Regions from separate parts of the Mus musculus genome. Here region 1 is linked to region 2. The links are chromatin contacts, called in public promoter capture Hi-C maps. All regions are on one chromosome and are shown on one strand. The core of a region is the stretch at or near the end of the contact, and the rest is flanking DNA. Distances in the headings are between cores, read along the strand shown.

Evidence for each region. Promoter capture Hi-C pulls out the DNA fragments that hold promoters and counts their contacts.
Region 1: a promoter capture Hi-C map of liver shows a contact between it and region 2, with 5 times the contacts expected there. The contact joins the promoter of Cyp1a1 here to the enhancer-like site in region 2. A contact is called at or near these places in 6 of 39 promoter capture datasets (the HPC-7 cell line, embryonic stem cells, liver and 2 more), 2 of 15 datasets of contacts at CTCF or cohesin (CD8 T cells and embryonic stem cells), 15 of 484 Hi-C or Micro-C datasets (the G1E-ER4 cell line, Sertoli cells, Th1 cells and 7 more), 8 of 115 datasets of contacts at active chromatin or transcription factors (the SCID.adh cell line, effector CD8 T cells, embryonic hindbrain and 3 more) and 4 of 9 other capture datasets (adipose tissue, embryonic stem cells, liver and 1 more).

The regions. Positions count from the first base shown.
Region 1 is chr9:57,694,174-57,700,946 of GRCm38.p6, reverse strand. It overlaps Cyp1a1 (cytochrome P450, family 1, subfamily a, polypeptide 1), which reads right to left and starts at 3,334. Exons shown (of 7, transcript NM_001136059.2): 1 at 3,248-3,334; 2 at 20-870. The coding sequence starts at 856. RefSeq lists enhancers at 3,814-3,834, 4,198-4,216, 4,309-4,327, 4,385-4,404, 4,119-4,475 and 1 more and a promoter at 3,274-4,975.
Region 2 is chr9:57,662,438-57,669,236 of GRCm38.p6, reverse strand. No RefSeq gene overlaps it. Among named protein-coding and RNA genes, the nearest start is that of Cyp1a2, 18 kb to the left of the region's middle. Within about 2 kb of position 4,451, at least 5 of the 459 cell types and tissues checked have an H3K27ac peak or open chromatin away from gene starts, as enhancers often do. A contact at or near this core is called in liver, where this site is marked.

The sequences.
Region 1 (6,773 bases), core at 2,085-4,584, 33 kb before region 2:
CCACCTGCTTCTCCCCTACCTTCTCAAATGTCCTGTAGTGCTCTTTGATTAACTTCTTCATGAAGCTGTAGAACTTATCATTCAAGTCCTTGAAGGCATCCAGGGAAGAGTTAGGCAGGTAACGGAGGACAGGAATGAAGTCAGCTGGGTATCCAGAGCCAGTAACCTCCCCAAACTCATTGCTCAGATTGACTATGCTGAGCAGCTCTTGGTCATCATGGTCATAACGTTGGCCAAAGCATATGGCACAGATGACATTGGCTACTGACACGACCAAATACTTGTAAGGGTCAAAGTGGCCAACCTCTGCCATCACCTTCTGAAGTTTGCTGACGAGATAGTTAGCCTCCTTGCTCACGTGCTCCTCCAAGTAGCAAGAGGATGCTGACGTCGGGTCCGAGGCTATGGAGAAGCTCTTCAGGGCATTCTGGGCCAGGCGCCGGCGGGCAGCCCACACGGGTCCAGAGTCTGGGTTAAAAGTCATGCTCTTGCCATTAGTGATAAGTGTGAAGCTGTAGAGGTCTGGCCGGCCCTTGAAGTCATCTCCCTGCCTCACCAGGGCCTGCTTGATGGTGTTCAGGCCGCTCAGCACCACCACAGGAGTGGAGCCGATGCGGATCTGCAGCACGTCCCCATACTGCTGACTCAGCCGTGTCAGTGACAGATGTGGGTTCTTCCCCACAGTCAGCATGTGACCAATGAAGGGCAAGCCCCAGGGCCCTGGTGGAGTCTTCAGGCCTTTGGGAACCCAGGTTCTTGTGGCTCTGACCACCCAGAATCCAAGGCAGAATACGGTGACAGCCAGGAGCAGCTCTGTGGCTGACACGAAGGCTGGAAGTCCATACATGGAAGGCATGATCTAGGTGGCTGCTGAGAGGTGAGGCCAAAAGAAAGAAGGCATCAGACTGAGGGCGAGGGTATAAATATCCTAAAGTGTCAGGGGAAAGAGAAGCCTTCCTCCTGGAGCTGTTCCCTGGGCATAGAGCAGGACAGAGCTTGTGGAGCTGCCACTGTGTGCTGCAGTTCTTTCTTACTCCACATGCACAAAGGCTGAGGTCAGGTAGACTGAGCTCTCGTGGAGAAGTCTCAGTACCCGGGAAGCTCAATGTGGTTTTGTTTTATTTTTCACACAATATATTTTAATCATATTCTACACACACACACAGCACACACACATACACACACACACACACACACACACTCTCTCTCTCATTTTATTTTCAATCTTAGTCATAAGCAGATGAAGAAGGCTGCAGTAAGATTCAGAGACAGTAAGTAACATTCTCAAAGTTATGCAGCTAGGGAATGTTGTGTAAACTTTCAACCCAAGTAGCCCACTTCTAGAGCACCTCTCTTAATTGTGTGGCTTCAGTGGCTTCCAATCTCTGTGGTTTCCACTCGTCCCAATTTACCTTGTGTCTCCTAAAATCAGTTTTACATCCACTAGGCAACATCATCCTGAACAATGTCTGTACCTAAATACAGCTTTGATTTTCCTAACACATTCCAATAAATGTGCAACTAACAAATGTCACCCGAAAAATCTCTTTGGGTCTACCCATCACCCTTGAGGAAGCCGCCATCCTATCAGGAAATCAAGAGATCATTTGTTTCTTTGGCCTCATTGCTTACTCTAGCAGCAGGGAAATCAGCTTCCAAATGGGGCATTAGCCAGGGCTCACAGCTCTTAGGGAAAGTTCCATAGAATGTACAGCTGCTATCACAGATGCCTCCTTTTGAGAACGAAAACTTTTGAGAATCTGAGTTCTCAGTTCTTTACTGTTCTTCATCTCAGGATCTAAAGAACCCCATCAACCCCAGTAGAGGACAGGAATGGGAGAGGGTACAGGAAAACCAATGCCCAAGCCACCTTCCTCTCAGGCCTAGCTCCCTAAGTTCAACGGGGCCACACTTTAAAAGCCAAGGGAGACCAGCTAGACACAGCTCCAAGTAACAGTAATCCAGGCCAAGCTTTTTGTTGTGCTCAGTTCTCATGAATGAATAGTCTGGTCCTTCCCCCTCTTTTGCTGTCATAAGAAAGCAGAAATGAAAAGGAAGATTCCTATAAGGTTAGGGCTATAAGAAAACCACTGACTGGAGTCAGGAAAACTAGGAATGGATTTGAGCTTAGTTTTGACTAAGAGGACACTTTCTCTTTAGATTTATTCTAGAAAAAGTAAGCAAATTTAACATCTGCTCCAAGGCTCTGCCCAGTCAGGAGAGTCACATTGCAGTGAAGTACAGTCCAGGTCATCCTGGACAAGTCATATTAACACTGAGACTTCAGTTACATAACTGGGAGAGAGGGTAAGACAAGCTTGCCCAATTCATCTGGGAGGGAGGCACTGGCCCATACCTTTAACCCCAGCACTTAGGAGACAGAGGCAGGAGGAACTCTTGAGTTTGAGGCCAGCCTGGTCTACAGAGTGAGTTCCAGGACAGCCAGGGCTACACAGAGAAACCCTGTCTCAAAAAAACAAAACAAGCCAACAAGAAAGATTGCTTAATTCAGAGGGTACAGATCCTAGGAAGAGAAGATCTGAAGCACATACGATAGGAAGATGTACAATTCCCAAATACTACAGTCAGCTTGAAGCAGAGGGGCTTCCTGGAGGGGCTGAAAACACACTTCATAATTGGTGTCCCTAAGGAACCCTAACCTTTGGAAGGTGGAAGGGCCGAGGGAAATGTAACTGGTGTTTCCAGTTCCCTGAAGCTCTCAGTTTATGGAGCTGATGGTATCCCAGCAAGGATAGAAGAGACAGTCAGTGGGGTAGGGAGCCTCTCTAGCCTAGGTCAGAAACAGCTCTGACATGCTGCCCTTTGGGAGGGTAGAGGCTATTGGGGGTAGTTTTTAAATAAGACAGAGAACACCAGAAAAGCTCAGTGCATCTTCACTGTCCACCCTACACATCCAGAGAGGAGCCCTCACCCCCACTGGCAGTCCTGAGGAAGGGGCTAAAGGTGCAGGGAAGACGCCCTAGGAGGTCAGTGAGGAGGGGGAGGGGCCTGAAGTGGAAGGGTATCTCATTTCTATCTAAATAGCTGATACCTCTGGCCTCAGTTTCTCCCTTAAGGAATTTACCTGGTCACTAAATAAATAAATAAATAAATAAATAAAAGTGTAGTTCCCTGTTTTGAAGGAGCTACCCAGTAACTCTTCACCAAAAATTTCCTTTTCTTGGGAGGGAGGGAGGGAGGGAGGGAGGGAGGGAGGGGCAATCCAGGAGCCCCCCCAAGCACTCACCTTGGGCTGTAAGGAGGGACTGAAGTGAAGAGTGTTCTCTAGGACCCTAGGGAGGATCGGGGAAGCTCCAAGAACTACCACCTTCAGGGTTAGGGTGAAGGCACCACCACCTTTATAGGACTCTGTGTCTGTTGGCCACGCCTCCTTATCTGAGCCCAGTGGTGGGACCGAGGGAGGGACAGCCTTAGGGAGTGCTCTAGGCAGGGGGGAGGGGGGAGATAGGCAAGAAGCCATACCGGATACCTGATGTAGGTACAGGCACAAAAAAACATAAGAAAAGAAAAAGAATAAAGGTTGGGGTCACCACCCCCCACACTTTCAAGGTGCTCCATGGACAGTGCATAATCCCACTGAGGGAGGGGTTTGAGGAAAAATTCTGGGGTAACCTAAAAAGTAAGTACTGGGGCCTCCATTCCGGGTCATAGGGATTCCTTTTCACTATTTTTGCACCCCTGAAACATTCAGTGTGTAAGATCCTCTTGCCTACTACAAGCCAATGGGTGCCCGGGAAAGGCTGGTAGAGGGAGAACAGCTGGGTGGTGACTTTGCTTCCCTGGATTACTGAGTCCAAGCTCGCGTGAGAAGCGCAACGACCCCAGCCCAGAGGTCACAGGACAGGAAGGCCAGTGGCGCCATTGGACTGACTCTGTGCCCCACAAATTGGGTATCGGCCGAAGTTCGCGCTGCTTCATCTAGAGGGTGGGGATGGATGGCAGGCTTGCAGATCTCACCTCTAAGGGTCACCTTAGGCAAGCTGCAAGCCCGGGAGTCCCCGCTTGCAGCTCCCTGTAGGCTCCCGGGGCTTGCTAGTGTTGTGCATACATACTGAAGCAGGCAACACAGAGAAGTCGGGCGGCGGGTGCAGAGCTATCTAAGTATGGTGGAGGAAAGGGTGGAGGAAGGATCCACGCGAGACAGCAGGAGGGGGTCTGGGGCTACAAAGGGTGATGCTTGGCACGCACACAGGTTCCTGAGGCTAGCGTGCGTAAGCCTGCTCCATCCTCTGGGGGCAGAGGTCGGGCTGCCTGTCTCCGCCCCACCTGGCTGGGGACAAGGTGCCCCGGAGTTGCGTGAGAAGAGCCTGGAGGCCCGCGCAGCCACCCAGCTACCCAACTCACAACCGGGCGCGGGTCCCAGTGCTGTCACGCTAGCTGGGGGAGGGGAACCGTGGGTGAGGCTCTTAAAGGGCCAGCTCTCCTGGGGCGTTGGGGTGGGGTTTAAGAGATAGAAATAGTCTATGCTTTGCAAGGGCGCGACAAGACAGCGCCAGCGGTGCAAAGGGCCGGGTTTGCGTGCGATGCTCGGCTTCTGCCTGAGAGCAAAGGCCTGAACAGCGTGTGTCCACATTTTTAGTGGCAGGACACGCAGCACCACCCGGCACGCCTAGCTGGCTGTTTTGCAGGTGCTCTCTGGCCCTGAAGGGTGCTCCCAGAGTGAGATTAGTGTAAGAAGAACATCTGAACTTGGCGTGTCTAACTCAACCTGTTCCTAACTAACACCTTCACCTGCCCTCCCCTGTGAGCTCCCGAGCCCAGAAAGAACATTGATATCTGCTCTGTGACCAAGACCAGGAAAAAAAAACAACACTTCATCCACCCCCTCACCTCCCACTCTAGTTACATGCCGCCCTCATGCATTGTGCAAATATTCGCCAAGCTCCTACTATGCTGGATGCTGGTGATTGATGCAGAGGTGAAAAGGATTAACAATACTCCTTTGACGAAGCTTACCCGCTGCTATGGGGGAAACAGGTGATAAGTAACAAAACACAGAGACAGGCATAGTACAAAAAGAGCACTAGAAAGATAAATGATATGCAGGGGACAGTTTACAACTGCAAATGAGGTGGCCAGGGGAGTGCTCTCTGAGATAGCACTGAACAGAGGCAAGAGTGTCCAGTCAAGCCTCCCAGGTATCTCCCTGGAGGATGTTCCTGGTAAGAGGACCCACCTCATAGGCACAGTGTTTCCAGATGTTCTAGTTATGTGTAGAGGTTGTGGTAAGGGGGTGGTGTTCTCCAGACATGTCTACCTATTCAAGAAGTATCCCACCGAGGAAAATGAGAGTCAGTAGTGAGGATGTTGTCTAGCCTGAGCTAACCTCAGGCTTCTGTGCTGGAGGTAGACTGGAGGGCAGGAACACTTCTGTCCATTTTGACATGGGTGAAGTCCTACGTCCACACTCTCATCCAGACCCCTATTGATCCCCAGAGAATGGATTCCCCTTTGCTTTTTGGTTCTTTCAACTTCTTCTTCCCCACTGTGCCTCTCAGAATGTGAAATCCTTTCTGTCACCATGTTTGCTGAAATCCCTTAGGTATCTGAAGATAGGAAACAGAGCCTCTTGCAGAATCTACCAGGTCTGCCCATCGAGGGATCTAGTAGTTTCAGTTCTGAGTCTAAATAAAACATGGCTTCCCCCTTGTATTCCTTCCTGGATCCTCGTCACAGCAAGTTAGATTTCTTTTGGTGTCACTCTTCCTCTGTTTTCCATTGTCCCAACCGCTGACTTAGCTCCAGAGAATGAAGCATACAGGAGGTGAGGCGGGCCTTCTCAACATCTTTGCAGCCATTCTCAGGACACCCGACCCTTACAGTCTCCCTCTTCTTCCTCTATGTCCCAGAACAGAAAATATGCATGTGGAAAATTAATCAGATATACATGCCCCTATGAGATAGAAATGATTGTCAAACCGCATTATAGGTGGGGTACACAGAAGCAGAAGTATTGAGCTCCAACTATGCAATGATAAGAGTTAGGTGAGAAGGGTTGGGCATGATGGTACATAGCTATAACTCTGAAGCAAGAGGATTTTCATGAGTTCAAGGTCAGCCTAGACTACATAGTAACAGTGGACTAGCCAGGATTGCACAGCAGATATAGCAAAAACCAGAAAATAAAATAAAATACAATTTTAAAAAGGGAGGAAGAAGAGGACAAGGAAGAGAGAGAGGGAGAGGAAATAAAGTGGGTATCAGAACAAGCAAGCCACATAGGAGGTGAGGTGGGCCTTCTCAGCATCTTTATAGTCAGCCATTCCACTCACTGCATCTCTGGACATGATACCCAAGTTGGAGCAAGAATCAGAGAATTGAAAGATCTTGTATAGAAATAACTCCCGGCCAAGCAGTAAAAGCACTACTGTGTGTAGATCCCTCTACAGTCACTCTTCCTCCTGTTTCCATTGTCCCTACCAATGCCTTAGCTCCAGGGAGTGGAGGAAATCTGTATTTTACTGCCAGCCGGAAGGCCCAGCTCTGAGGCTTGCAGCCAGGAATGCAGGAAGCCCTACTGTTTTGCTCATGTTCTTTACCAAAAACTTTATTAGCTAATAAAGCCAGTTCCTCTCTTTCTTATCTGCTGGAGAGATGGATCCCAGAAAGGAAAGGCCCAGTGACCTCTGACAAATGAAATCTGAGCCTAAGACCTTGACCTCTTGCTTCCAGGCAATGGTTCTACCAGCTAAGGAAAGCCCTGGGCAACAGGCTCAGGCTTTAAGCAAAGGCCTTTATTTCCCCCAGGCCTT
Region 2 (6,799 bases), core at 3,202-5,701:
CCTTGCTGATCTCTCTACTAACAGTAAAACCCAGCTCACTCCAGTTCTCAGAGGGGCCTGAAGACCCCAAGCCAGGTTCTACTGACAATTCCACAGCGTGACTCCACCGCTTTGATTCCATAGTAGTTCACCCTTTTGGAAGGGATCTGTGGCCCTAAGCCAGGTGGTCCTTCCTGGTCCTTTTATCCTCAGGGTCATCTCTCTCTCAGTATCCCTTCATCCCGAGGCAGATAAACCTAATCACTAAGTTTCCTCTCACCCAGATCTGTCATGTAAATTTCTTCCTAAGGCCATTCACTTCCCAAGCAAGGATTTTCCAGTTGGCAAAGGAATCTATGGATGAACTAAGGTATCTGGAACCAGATGTGAGTGCGCCTCGAACAAGAAAATAGATGCTGCTTCTCCTAGACCAGGGAGAAGAGGCTGTCCTGGGCCAGCAGTTAAAGAGGTGTTCCAGCTCGGCAGGGGGAAGCGGAAAGTGAAAAGCAGGTGGTTGGCTCCCCAACTCTCAGTGACCCCCTCAGCGAGCTCCCTAAGGCCCTGCTCTCTGATTATCAGGACACAGGATCCTCTGGTCTGGTAGCTCTCAGGTTATATAGCAGGGACATTTCTAGGCAAGGACTACACCTGGTGCACCTCACACCATGCTGAGGAGGAAGGCAGCCTCTGGTCTTTGCTGAGGCCACCTGTGCTCTCCCAAGGACAGACAGTAAGGTGACATTTGTTTGCTTTTTCCTGCCCCTCCCTACCTTCACCTCTGCACTTCTGTCCTGGGCCAGCAGTTAAAGAGGTGTTCCAGCTCGGCAGGGGGAAGCAGAAAGTGAAAAGCAGGTGGTTGGCTCAAATTCTCTAGCCAGTTGCATAACCTGGCTTTTCTCATCTTGCAATTGAGGATAATAGGTCTACCTCACAGGGCTGCTAAGAGGCTTAATGAGATAGTATGTATAAAGTGTCAGGCCTCACGTGAGTGGACAGAGAGAGAGAGAAAGAGAGAGAGAGAGAGAGAGAGAGAGAGAGAGAGAGAGAGAGAGAGAGAGAGAGCATCCTTCAAGACTTGCACCCTCTTCACTGGGGTCTTGCCAGGGCCCAGGCTTAGCTCACTTCCTCCACTCCTACCCACCCAAAAGCTAGGGAGGGCTGGGAGGGGGGTGGATAGCGTGCCAGGGAACAATAGGCCCATAACCCCTTCCGGTCCATCGCGTGAGAAGGAACTTCGTGAGAAGGAGCTTCGGGAAGGAAACTCATCTCCCAGTGGGAGAGGCCACCGCCCCCTTGTTGCCAGCCCTGTGGGAGTTTCAGGACCCTCTCTCTGTTCCAGGCCTCGCCCCCACTCCCCGCATCTGTAGTCTACATCACCTGGACTGGCTCCCTACGTGCCTTCCTTCAGAGAAGAGCATCCGAGCTAGGCACCCTGACTCCCTGTCTGCAGCTGGGAGTCCCTGGAGCCCAGGATCTGCTCTCACTTGGCTTTCTGTGTCCTGGCCCAGAGCGGCCTCTATGAGTGCTAAGCGCTGACCAACAGAAGGAGTGGCCTAGTAAAGGAAGGCAAGTCTGGAGACCATTGGGGCCCCGAAGTTAAGCCAGGAGAGATAAGAGAAGGATCCAGCATAGACAGGCCAAAGTTCCTGCCCTTTACATAGGGACAAAGTAACAGCCCCCAAAATGCCTCCCCAAAGCTGACGGCTGGAAGTGAGGACATTCGGATACTTCTAATGCTCAGCTCACCACTTCATGTAAGGAAGAGCATTAGCCCTCTCACCTACACTCCCAACTCTGCAAGCATTTTCTACTGTCAGACTGGGAGCCCTTAGAGACGGGAACAGGGCAGGAAGACAGCTAGCTCTCCCACTCTACCTACCCACATCCGGCTGCTAGCTCAAAGGAACCCCTCCAGACAGGCTGCTAATCAAGAACTCTGGGGCTCCATTTCTACACATAGAAGACATGGTAAGGGTTGGAGCCTGGCTGAAACTAGCCCTGCCCTGGCCCTCCTGATCTGGGTTATATAAACAGAGCCTCAGTTTTTGGTTTTTCGAGACAGGGTTTCTCTGTGTAGCCCCCTGGCTGTCCTGGAACTCACTCTGTAGACCAGGCTGGCCTTGAACTCAGGAATCTGCCTGCCTCTGCCTCCCGAGTGCTGGGATTAAAGGTGTGCACCACCACTGCCCTGCCTGAAGTTTCACTGAAGCTCTTCTCCATTTCCTCGCTGTCACCCCCAAAACTCTGGACAGGAACTCTGCTCCTCTGTGCATGGTCTCGGTGTCACCAGTTCCAAGACTCCCCAACCTCAAGTGTGACCATTGCCAGGGAGCAGAGGAAGCAAAGGCTTCCCAGGTCTGAGTTAGTCACCTCCCACGGCCACCTCCACGGAGTTCTCAGGGCTCCAGCTAGAGGCTCCTAGGGCCTGAGGACACAAGAATGACAAACACACCCACCAACCCACGCCCAGTCTCAGGCACATACACACCTGCCTGGCACGCTGACCCACTTGAATGCACACCTGGCGCACTCACGCACATACACCTGGCTGCACTTGCCACAGAGTAGACCCAGTGCAGCTCAAGCCTTGTGCACACACCCCACCCCCACCCAGGCTAGCAGGGGCTGCGCAATTCCACTTCCCACTTGGCCATGCCAGAACTCTGTCAGGCGGCCCCAGGAATTAGGAGCCTTTTTTTTTTTCCTACTTGGGATTAAACCTGTGGCCTTGCCTAGGCTAGGTGGTATTTCTAACCAACCATATTTTAAAAAATTTTTTGTGATCATGTGTGTATGATGAGCAAGGGAGTATGCCACAGCATACATGTGGGAGTCAGAGGTCATCCAAGAATCCACTTTCTCCTGTCACACTGATCCCAGGAGTAGAACTCAGGTCTTCAGACTTCACAGCAAGTGTCTCTGCCATCTAAGCCATCTCAAAGGCTTAGTTTTATGTATGTATGTATGTATTTATTTTTGGAGTCATGTGGTCCAGGCTAGACTGGAACTTATTGTGTAGATGAGGCTGTCTCTGAATTCCTGATCATCCTGCCTTCATCTCCCAAACGCTAGGGTTACAGGAGAATGACACCTCCCCTCTTCTCTCTCTGTCTCTGTCTCTCTCTTGACATTGTCTTTCTATATAGCCCTGGCTATCCTAGAACTTGATTTACAGACCAGGCTAGCCTCCAACTCACAGCAATCCTCCTGTCTTAGCCTCCCCAGTGCTAGGATTATGGGAATACACTGCACAGCTAGCAAAAACAAAAACAAAAATCCCCCACTATATACATATTTAATTTTAATTTTGGGGGGTGAGTGGGTTTTGAAGTAGGGTAGCCCAGGCTGATACGGAAGTCACACCATTCCTGTCTCATGTTCTGGATAGCCACAATGACAAGCACAAGCCACCGTGCAAGACATTTTAAAAATAATAAAACTTTATTATTCATTCACTCATTTACTTATTTGTTCATTTTGTTTTCTTGAGACACAGTCTCATACCAGAATCTCATACCAGGCTGGCATGGAACTCAAAGCCATCCCCCTGCCTTAGCCTCCCAGCTGCTGGTATTATAGGCAATGGATTGCTTTATTATACTTGGCCAAAGGCTATAACTTTTAAAAGGAAGGCAAAAGAGAAAATGCTAATAAAACCAGTACATGGATTTTACCAATTGGATTGGTATGGTTAAAACGTTCAACAATAGACTGTTGGTCAGACAGAGTATTGAAAGCTGAACACATGAGTTATGGAACATGCCTATAGTCTCAGCCTGTAGAAAGTAAGGGCAGTAGGATCCAGAGTTCAAAGTTAACCTTAGCTACATACAAGGATTTTAAGCTAGCCTGAGCTACATGAGATTCTGTCATTTTAGAAAATGTGATTAAGACATGACTGAGGACAGAAGCGTGTTCAGACAGCTCCAGGTGTTTGAGAGAGTGAGGTGAGAGGCTGAATGGGCACCGGAGTTTCACAGAAGCCTGATTGAGTGGAGAGAGATAGAGAGAGGAGAGAGAGAGGAGAGAGAGAGGAGAGAGAGAGAAGAGAGAAGAGAGAGAGAGAGAGGAGAGAGAGAAGAGAGAGAAGAGAGAGAGAGAGGGAGAGAGAAGAGAGAGAGGGAGAGAGAAGAGATAGAGAGAGAGAGAGAAGAGAGAGAGGAGAGAGAGGAGAGAGAGGAGAGAGAGGAGAGAGAGAGGAGAGAGAGGGAGAGAGAAGAGAGAGAGGAGAAAGAGGAGAGAGAGAGAGAGAGAGAGAGAGAGAGGAGAGAGAGAGATAGGAGAGAGAATGGAAAGAAAGCCCAACCAGCTGGGCGTGGTGGCGCACGCCTTTAATCCCAGCACTCAGGAGCCAAGAATCGTTGCATCAACATAACTTACGAAAGCCTCCACACTTTACCTTTGACACCTGCCCCTTGCCTCAGCCTCTTTACAGACACGCAATTTACTATGACACAGGTATGGCTGTGGCAATGCTACTCCAGCAAACACTGGAAAGGCTGACTTGTGGGTGCAGATCCGCTGTCCCAGGGCTGGGACACCTTTAGTCTCAGCACTCAGGGGACAGAGGCTCTGTGTATTTGAGGCTAGCCTGGTTCCAGGCCAACCCAGGGCTACATTGTGAGACAACACCTCAAATGAAAACAAACATATAAAGGTCTTCAGAGATGGCTCAACAGCTTAAAACTTCGGCTGCTCTTTCAAGGACCGGAGTTTGAGCCCCAGATCTCACATGGAAGCTCACACCCCTCTCTAAGTCCAATTCCAGGGAATCCAATCCCCTTTTGCTGACCTCTGCAGGTACTGCATAGATATGGTGTACGAACATAGAGGCAAAATACTCATACACCCAAAATAAAAATTAATAAGTCTTCTCTTACAAACCCTGAAACTGAACAATAGTAACGACAACTATTTATGTTTGGAAATTCTTTCTGTGTTATTCAGGATGGCTCAGTATTCCACTGAAACCAGTAATAGTTAAAATGACTAAAAATATGACAGACCTGTATAAAACAGTACCTTGACATGAAGATTTTTCCAGACCAACATACATGGCCTTGTTAACATTCACAACTTTCTTTTTTGTTGTTTGTCATATTTTTTATTTAATTTTATGTGTTATGGTGTTTTGCCTCTATGCATGTCTGTGTTCCACCGGTGCTCAGTGCCTTTAGAGACCAGAAGAGGGCAGTGGGTCTCTAGGAAATAGAGTTACAGATGGTTGTGAACCACTTTGTGGGTGGTGGGAATCAAACCCTGGTCCTCTGTGTAACTAGTGCCTGTCTAGCCTACCATTTTATGCTGTTAGTGCGGTCACAAGGAAACTTTTTCATGTGCTATTACCAGGAAACGTTTCCACGCCCGAGTTGACTGCATATTCTGTTAAGTTCTATGCTTTGGTGTTCTTAGAAACCAATCACAATAGAGGTCAGATAGAACTGCTTTGTATAGTTACTCAAACAAGCTTGGACCTGATCCAACTGCCTGGAAGCACTGCCTGTACCTATCAGCTGCCCCTGGGATAGGCCCCAACATAAGAGAGACGCCTACACCAATATAAGAAGCCATTAGGAATAAGACTTCCATTTTGAGTAGGGGTTGAATAAAGTTTTAAGTTCCCCAGACCTCCCTGGGAACTGTCATCCTACTTGGCTGAAAGAATCATGTACGTGGGCAACTAACATCTGGTTGGCAATTTAAGACATAACTGTTAAGTAAGGCAAGTCCCCTGCCACAGCTGAATACCCCAACCAGTTGGAAGTCCCCTATCCCTAAATCCTGATTGGTGGAATAGCTTGCCACAGATTTTTATAGATTTCAGGCTTAAAAGCTCTATGGCGGGGGCCGGTGAGATGGCTCAGCGGTTAAGAGCACTGACTGCTCTTCCAAAGGTCCTGAGTTCAAATCCCAGCAACCACATGGTGGCTCACAACCATCCATAACAAAAATCTGATGCCCTCTTCTGGAGTGTCTGAAGACAGCTACAGTGTACACACATATAATAAATAAATAAATAAATAAATAAAAATTTTAAAAAGCTCTATGGCATTTTGGCTCAGGGTTGCAGTTTAGCTCTGGAGTCTAGACTGCATCCCTGATCAATCAGTCTTGGGATGTGTGTTCAATAAACCAGCCAAGCTATCTCTCCAGCCTGTTCGTTTCTTGAGACCAGAATCTTACCATGTACCCCAGGCTAACCTGGAACTCTCAATCCTCCTGCCTCAGACCCCAAGGCTTGCAGGCACTTGGTTACAGATGTTCACCACCCTGCCTAATCCATTTATGATTTTTCTGTGGTTGTTTTTTTTAAGGTTTGGGTTTTGTTTGTTTATTTGTTTGTTTGTTTGTTTGTTTTTTGAGACAAGATTTCTCTGTGTAACCGTGGCTGTCCTGGAACTGGCTCTGTAGACCAGGCTAGCTTGGAACTCAGAGGTCAGCCTGCCTCTGCCTCTTGAGTGCTAGAATTCAAGGTGTGCCCCAGCACTGCTGAGCTGATTTTGAATTTTTTTTTAATATATCACACACATACATATGTCACATATGTGGTTTCTTTTTTTTTTAAGATTTATTTATTTATTATATGCAAGTACACTGTAGCTGTCCTCAGACACTCCAGAAGAGGGCGTCAGATCTTGTTACAGATGGTTGTGAGCCACCACGTGGTTGCTGGGATTTGAACTCCGGACCTTCGGAAGAGCAGTCAGGTGCTCTTACCTGCTGAGCCATCTCACCAGCCCTGATTTTGAATTTTTATGTAAGGTTTCACTGAATATCCCAGACTAGCATGGAACTTGTGATGCTCTTGCCTTGGCTGCCC